Linked DNA regions of Zea mays: region 1 is linked to region 2. Evidence: chromatin contacts called from public Hi-C data. All regions are on one chromosome and are shown on one strand. Each heading gives the region's core, a stretch centred on a gene start, on an enhancer-like site or on the middle of the called end of the contact. The rest is flanking DNA. Distances are from core to core; before and after follow the strand shown.

Evidence for each region. Hi-C and Micro-C count contacts between places; a contact is called where the count stands out from the background.
Region 1: a contact with region 2 is called in a Hi-C map of leaf, with 9 times the contacts expected there. The contact joins the promoter of LOC100383209 here to the promoter of LOC100283922 in region 2. A contact is called at or near these places in 3 of 25 Hi-C or Micro-C datasets (ear, leaf and tassel) and 1 of 3 datasets of contacts at active chromatin or transcription factors (leaf).

Annotation. Positions count from the first base shown.
Region 1 is chr2:204,111,958-204,115,325 of Zm-B73-REFERENCE-NAM-5.0, forward strand. It overlaps LOC100383209, which reads left to right and starts at 1,643. Exons shown (of 22, transcript NM_001361957.1): 1 at 1,643-2,010; 2 at 2,116-2,157. The coding sequence starts at 2,002.
Region 2 is chr2:203,983,308-203,987,008 of Zm-B73-REFERENCE-NAM-5.0, forward strand. LOC100283922 (RNA binding protein) reads right to left here and starts at 1,698. Exons shown (of 1, transcript NM_001156820.2): 1 at 692-1,698. The coding sequence starts at 1,623. The coding sequence ends at 820.

The DNA.
Region 1 (3,368 bases), core at 393-2,892, 130 kb after region 2:
CAAGGGCAACTAGGGAAATCTGGAGCATCAAGTAGTTTTCTCCGATCATCCAATGAACAATCCGCTTCCATACATACATACAAGTACGCTAAGTTTAAAAAGCCCCACAGTGTTTGGTATTTACCCATAACATTTTTCATGTGAAAACAAATTGAAGTGCCACCATTACTATTATTGTTTACCCATGAGATTTTTTTCCCTGTGAAAATAATCGAAGTGCCACCATTACTACTATTGTTTACCAATAACACTTTTCCTGTGAAAACAATTGAAGTGTTATTAGATGCAGAGATGAGACCCAAGATAGCTGAATTTGGCATGGCAAGGATCTTTGGTGATAATCAAGAAAATGTTAATACCAAGCGAGTTGTTGGGACATAGTTACTCGTACTTTAATCCCAATACTTAAAATTAACCTATGGTTGGTACTTGGTACCAATTCATCCTCATATCTTTCACAAATGCAATGGTCTTAACTGTGGCTATATGGCTCCTGATTATGCAATGGAGGGCATTTTCCCTGTGAAGTCTGATGTTTATAGCTTTGGTGTTCTACTATTGGAGACTGATCGGTTTAAAAATAAGCTCTGTTGACCGCATCCCAGTTTCCCAAACCTTATATAGGGGGTGTTTGAATGCACCAGAACTTATAGTTAGTTGGTTAAAAATTGTTAGTTGAATTAGCTAAATAACAAATAACTACTTAACTATTAACTAATTTTCTAAAAACAGCTAATAGCTAAACTATTAGCTAGGGTGTTTGGATGTTTCAACTAATTTTAGCCACTAACTATTAGTTTTAGTGCATTCAAACACCCCCGTAGTCTATATGCAAGAAAATATGATTGCCTTTTAGTTTCGTCATACCAAATGATTTTACATGCTCAGCGTGCGTTACGCAATCTAAAAAGAGTGATGTGATTGTTTCAGGCATGGAACCGTTGGAAGGAACGAAGGAAAACCAAAAGATCTGGTAGGCAAATGTATTGTGGAGAACTGCTTTACTAGACGAAGCTTCACTCTGCATCCACATGGGGCTTTTGTGTGCATGTGCAAGAAAATCCAGACGATAGGAACATTGACGTCTTCTGTTGCATTCAACCTGGAGAATGGGTGCACAAGCACAACACTACCAGCGCCAAAATCACCCTGCATATTTTTTTTTCACAGAGAAATAGTGACATGGAGCAAACGAGAGAAGATACTATGAAATCTAAGAACACTATGACGCTTACAGCGATGGAGGGGAGATAGAGTGACTTCATTTATAGTCACAAAATATTTGCCTAGGTTAATTGTAAACAGATAGTCCTTGCTTTAGCCGTAATCTGGAAGTTAAACAGTGTACTGCTGTCTTTTTTCTACTCTAGTATGGCGACGAAGATCATATCGGCGACGGCGTCGGCGGCGATGGCGAACGGGCCCAATCGCTGGGGCGCAAAATTTTTGTGGCCCATGAAGATTGACGCCCCAAAAGTAAAATGAGAATTGAGAACCCGTCAGGTGTAAATTTGGCCAATTTTTTGGAGACCCCACATGCCAGCCATTTAACAAAAGCAGCCCACTTGTAATGCGACTCCACCTGGCCCGGCCTGCCCAATCCCCTTGCAACTCCACACAAGGCGAAAAAACACCCACAGAACCCTACCCTCCCGAGTCCCGACCCCGTCCTGCTCGCTCCGCCGTCCTCCGCCCGCCACCCGCCGGACTGCCAAAGCCCGGAGGCCTGAGGCCCGAGTTACGCGAGGAGCAGCAGAACCAGCGGCCCGGCGCCTCATCCCTCAGCGGCCACGCGAGTGCGCGGTCGGCGCGGAGTGAGCAGGAGCAACCCGTGGCTGGCGGTCAGTCGCTGGCTAGCTGGAGCCTGGAGTTGCGACTTGCGAGCGGCGTTAGAACTCGCCCTACCTATAATTTTTGTCTGCCTCCGTCACTGATTCCACCCGTTCTGTTGCCGGCGACAGAGGCACAGAGAAGCGCCAATCCGCCGGCTTGATCTGAAGCATGGACAAGGTAAGAAAGGGTATGCCGATCGAGCAACCCGCCCCCCCGCTGCTGCTACTCGTGGGGATCCCTTCTTTATGTTTGCGGGACTGATGTGGGTGTGGTTTTGTGCAGCAATCTGATGGGCAGGGGGTGGAGAGGGTTGCTGAGGAGAAGGTTCGTATCCTCACTTACCTCACCTTGTATCACGTTTGCATAGATGGTGCCAGGTCGTTTTTTCCTTCTATCAAGTGGTGTCGGGATGTACGAGCATTCTAAATTGAATTGCGCTTTTGTTGCAAGCTGTGTCCTCCAAGACTGTTTTGCACCAACTGTTTGCTCATAAAATTCTGATATGCCTGAATCAATAACCTGTTTAGCCGTTGCGTAATGCAAACTAGTATATGTTAGTAGCGCCTGATGAAATGCACTAGCAGTGTTTTTTGACCCCCTGGATTGAATTCAAAGCAAACCGGAGTTGTGTGGAGAGTTACATGCACACAGGAACGCTCGCTACTGTCGCAGTGAATGCTGCTGGTTTGGAGCTACAAAATGACCTGACGAGATGTTCAGGTCATCACATGCATTGCTAATAACATCATTCGTAGTGCCTGTTTGTTTCGGCTTTTCGCAGCTTCTGGCCACCAAAAGCTGTTGCGAACTGCCAAACACTCAGTTTTTTAGCCAGTTTCTATAAAATTCATTTGGGTAAAAATATTAGGCATATATCTACAGCCGGCTGTCTTACCCTGTATAGATGACAGCCTTCCTAGTTTAGCCTTACCTTGTATAGGTGACAACCTTCCTAGTTTAGGAGATTGTATCCTTGTACACCAGGCCACTTGGCTATATATATGAGAAGTCACGCACCTGATTGAGTGTGCGGTGCTTTCCCCTAAACCAACTCTCTACATGGTATAAGAGGACCAGGATCAATTCGATCCCGGCCTTCCTTCCGCTGCTCTCTGCTTCCTCTCACGCCGCCGGCACCCCTCCTCTCCTCCATGTCTGAGCAGACCTTAGGCGCCAGCGCCAACCTTGGCGCCATCCAGCAGCTCATGGTGCCCTCGTATGCCACGGTTTCGGTTCAATCTCATGTACCGACCAAGCTGGAGATGAAGGCCTCCAACTACTCCCGATGGGCATCCTTCTTCAAATCGATGTGCGGCAAGTTCCTCCTTCGCCACCACATCGACGGCTCTGCTCCCCCACGCCCGCAAGACCCGATCTGGGATCAAGCGGACTGCTGCGTTCGCAGCTGGATCTTCGGCTCCGTCGACGACTCCATCCTCAGCCTCGCCGTCGACGGTGACAACCAGACCGCCCACAACCTTTGGGTCGCCATCGAAGGTCTGTTCCGCGCCAATAAGGCCCCGCGGGCGATTCTC
Region 2 (3,701 bases), core at 448-2,947:
ATATGCATAAAAAAAGTGAAACAGTCCTGTGATCCACTACAAAAAGCAAGAACTTGCAACAGAAACACAGGGTATCAGAACACAATATTTTCACCACATGTTGAAAAGTGAGAACTAAAGGCTTTTGTTGTTGTTGTTAATAAGAACTCTGAACGAATATGGTCAATTTGTTAAATGAACTAACAGAAAATGATGTGCTAAAGAATTGGGTTGTTTTGGGAATAGTTAAAATGCATAAGTTAAGCAAAGGTTGGGCACCATATACTGCCTTTGTGTCCTCTTCAGTCTCGGTGGTAGGCACAGTGATTCATTGCAATAAGCATCTTAATGGTATATGAAGATTTAATCAGAAGAGATAAAATAAATAAAAACCTACTGATATACGAGAAGTAATTGAGAACCAAGCAGTAAGCATCCACAGGCCACAGCTAGCAACAAGCTACTAAAAGCAAAAATAGCGCAGTACACTATTTTTGCTTTTAGTAGCTTGTTGAGCAGTACAGCACTGACGATATAAGAATGATGACCAACAGTTCTGAAAAGCATTTGGTTATATTTGACCTAAATGATTAACTATTTCTTTTCTGAATGGCCATTTTATCAACAAGTCATAATAGCCAAAGCAGGGATATTGTTCGGACGGATAATAAGCTTAATAATCAAGAAAACAGTACAGTGACAAGACGAAGTCTGTAACAAGTAATCAGCCATAACTTCTGAAATTTAAAAAGCTAGCATTCATACACAAAGCTGTTGATCACGTAACTAACGTTAGATCTATTGTTAAAACACAACAACATTAGCAGGATACACTGAAGCTTAGTCCTCGTCCTCATCACTCTCGTCGCTGAAGTAGCCTTTCCTCTTCTCCTTCCTCGCCGCCTTTCCCTTTTTTTTTCCCTCTTCCTTGCCAGCCGACTTCTCCTCCTCTCCCCTCGTATCCACCACCGACGCCCACCTGTCGTCCTCGAACGCGGCGGCGGCAGCGGCATCTTCATCGTCATCTGAATGCCAATCAGCCTCTCCCCCGCGACCGCGCCCACGCCCGCCAGTGCCCCCACCACTACCACCACCGCGGCGCGACTTCTTAGACGGTGCGGGCCTCTCGCGGGGCCCGAGCTGGTTGCGGGGGCACTCGTAGGAGAGGTGGCCCTCCTCGCCGCACTCGTAGCACCGTGACTTGTCCCGATACACGCGGCGTCGGATGAACTCCGCGGCGCGGCCGTTGTCGTCGGCGATGGAGGCGGAGAGCGTGCGCCCGTTGAGCACCTTGCCGTGCATCTCGGCGGCCGCGGCCGCGGCGTCCTCCCGGAGGACGAAGAGGACGAAGGCGACGCCGCGGCTGCGGCGGGATTCACGGTCCTTGAGGACGGTGACGCGCGCGACGCGTCCGAATCGGGAGAAGAGGAGGTGGATGTCGGAGTTGGTGAGCGAGAAGTCCAGGTTGGACACGTAGACTGTGGATTTGGACGGCGCGAGGCCGCCCGAGCCCCCGCCCCGGGGCTTGCCGCTGCCTCCCGCTGAGACGCCTGCTGAGGCGGCGGCGGAGGGGAGCGGGTAGCGGTAGAGGAAGCTGTTGTCCTCGCCGTCGGAGTCGGAGCCTCCTCGCCGCCGGCGAGACATGTCGTGCCTGCGGATGCGCTTCCGCTTCGTGCTCTGCCCTGTTCTCGGCTCGGCCGCTTGGGTGACCCAAATTCTGAAATTTCTCAGGTTAAGGCTGTGCTCTATTCTGTTGGGTCAGGTTCTTCTTTCATTTTATCTCTACGGGTTAACAAGGCAGCCCATCAGAACTAGGGAGATGAGAGATTTTGGTATTAGATATCCGTTATCTAATATTTGTAAATTAAAACATGACAAATAAAAAAATGGAAGGAGTACCAAATTTGCATGCCTTTTAAAATTTGATACTCATATGTCTTATCACAATGATATGTGGGGTTAGTGTAAGGCACTATTTAGTTAGAGGGACTTAGGTTTTAGTCCCGTTTAGTCTTTTTTTTACCATCGGAAGAACTAAAGTATAGACTAAATGAATTTAGGGGTGTTTGGTTTGTAGGGACTAATGTTTAGTCCCTACATTTTATTTCATTTTAGTTCCAAAATTACTAAATATAGAAACTAAAATTTTATTTTAGTTTCTATATTTAGCAATTTATAGACTAAAAGGAATAAAATTAAGGGACTAAACATTAGTCCCTAGAACCAAACACCCCCTTAGTCTATAATCCCTCAAAAGGTGCTAAAAAGGACTAATGGACATTTTTCCACCGGTTGACCTTGCCCATGCCCATGTCCATGCACAGAACCCTTCCGTCGACCGAACTCAGTAGTATTGCATTCGACTATTCGAGGTATGGATGACAATAGGTTCTAAATTTTACACTATAAGATTTAAAGATCTGATCAAAGGGTTGGATTAGGATCGGACCCTATTTTTATTTATTTTTAAACTAAAATTTATTTAGGATCCTACTATTTTGTGAAGAAGTATTGATATCGTCATCCATTACCACCCCTAATTCGAGGGTTCAAGCGAAGAGAAAAAAGTAGAGAGACGGAAATGGCATGGAACTCCTGCTAATTTTCAAAAAATAATACTATATAAAAAAACAAGATTTCACAATACAGTTGAGATGGCGTGGAATCAAGGCAAGGGGCATTTCAGTCATTGTGTACTGTAATTAATTGGTTCATAATCTGTCTATAATTAAATATGGTATGGACTAAACTTTAGTCTAGAAACTTGAAAGGAAAATGTGTCATTGGGCCATTTCTAAGTATTTTGGTGATTTAGTGTCCAACACAAGTGCCTAAGTGTCGGCGTTTCGAGACCGGGGGGGTCCCTAAGCCGACGAGTGAGTGTGCCGCGTGCCCCAGCCCAGATGGGTCGAGCGTGTGGGCGAGCGCGAAGGGGGGAGAGCGAGGTGGCCGGAGACGGGCGTGAGAGAGGTGGAAATCCCGCGGCCTTCGTGTTCGTCCCGCGCCCAGGTCGGGTGCGCTTGCAGTAGGGGGGTTACAAGCGTCCACGCGGGTGAGGGAAGCGAGCGGCCCCAAGAGAGCGCCTGTCCCGTCCTCGGTCCCGCGCGGCCAACCCTCTCTAAGAAGGCCCTGGTCCTTCCTTTTATAGTCGTAAGGAGAGGATCCAGGTGTACAATGGGGGGTGTAGCAGAGTGCTACGTGTCTAGCGGAGGGAGAGCTAGCGCCCTAAGTACATGCCGATGTGGCAGCCGGAGAGATCTTGGCACCCTGCTGGTGTGATGTCATGGCTGTCGGAGGAGCAACGGAGCTTGGCGGAGGGACAGCTGTCGGAGCGGTCGAGTCTTTGCTGACGTCCCCCTGCTTCCGTAAGGGAGCTGAGAGCCGCCGTCGTCACAGGGCACGCGGGGCGCCATCATTGCCTATCTGGCGGAGCTGGCCAGATGGGACACCGGTCTTGTTCTCTGCGGCCCGAGTCGGCTCGGGGTAGGGTGATGATGGCGCTCCCTGTTGACGTGGCGGGCCCGCGCCCGAGGCCGGGCGACGTGGGGGCTCCTCCGAAGCTGGGGTTGAGTCTGTCTTCCGTTGCCGAGGCCGAGCCCGAGCCCCTGGGTCGGGCGAGGCGGAGGTCGTTCGGCAGAGGCCAGGGCGGAGTCCGAGCCCTGTGGTCGGGCGAAGCGGAGTTCGTCGTCTTCTGGGGCTGTGCCCGAGTCCGAGCCCTAGGT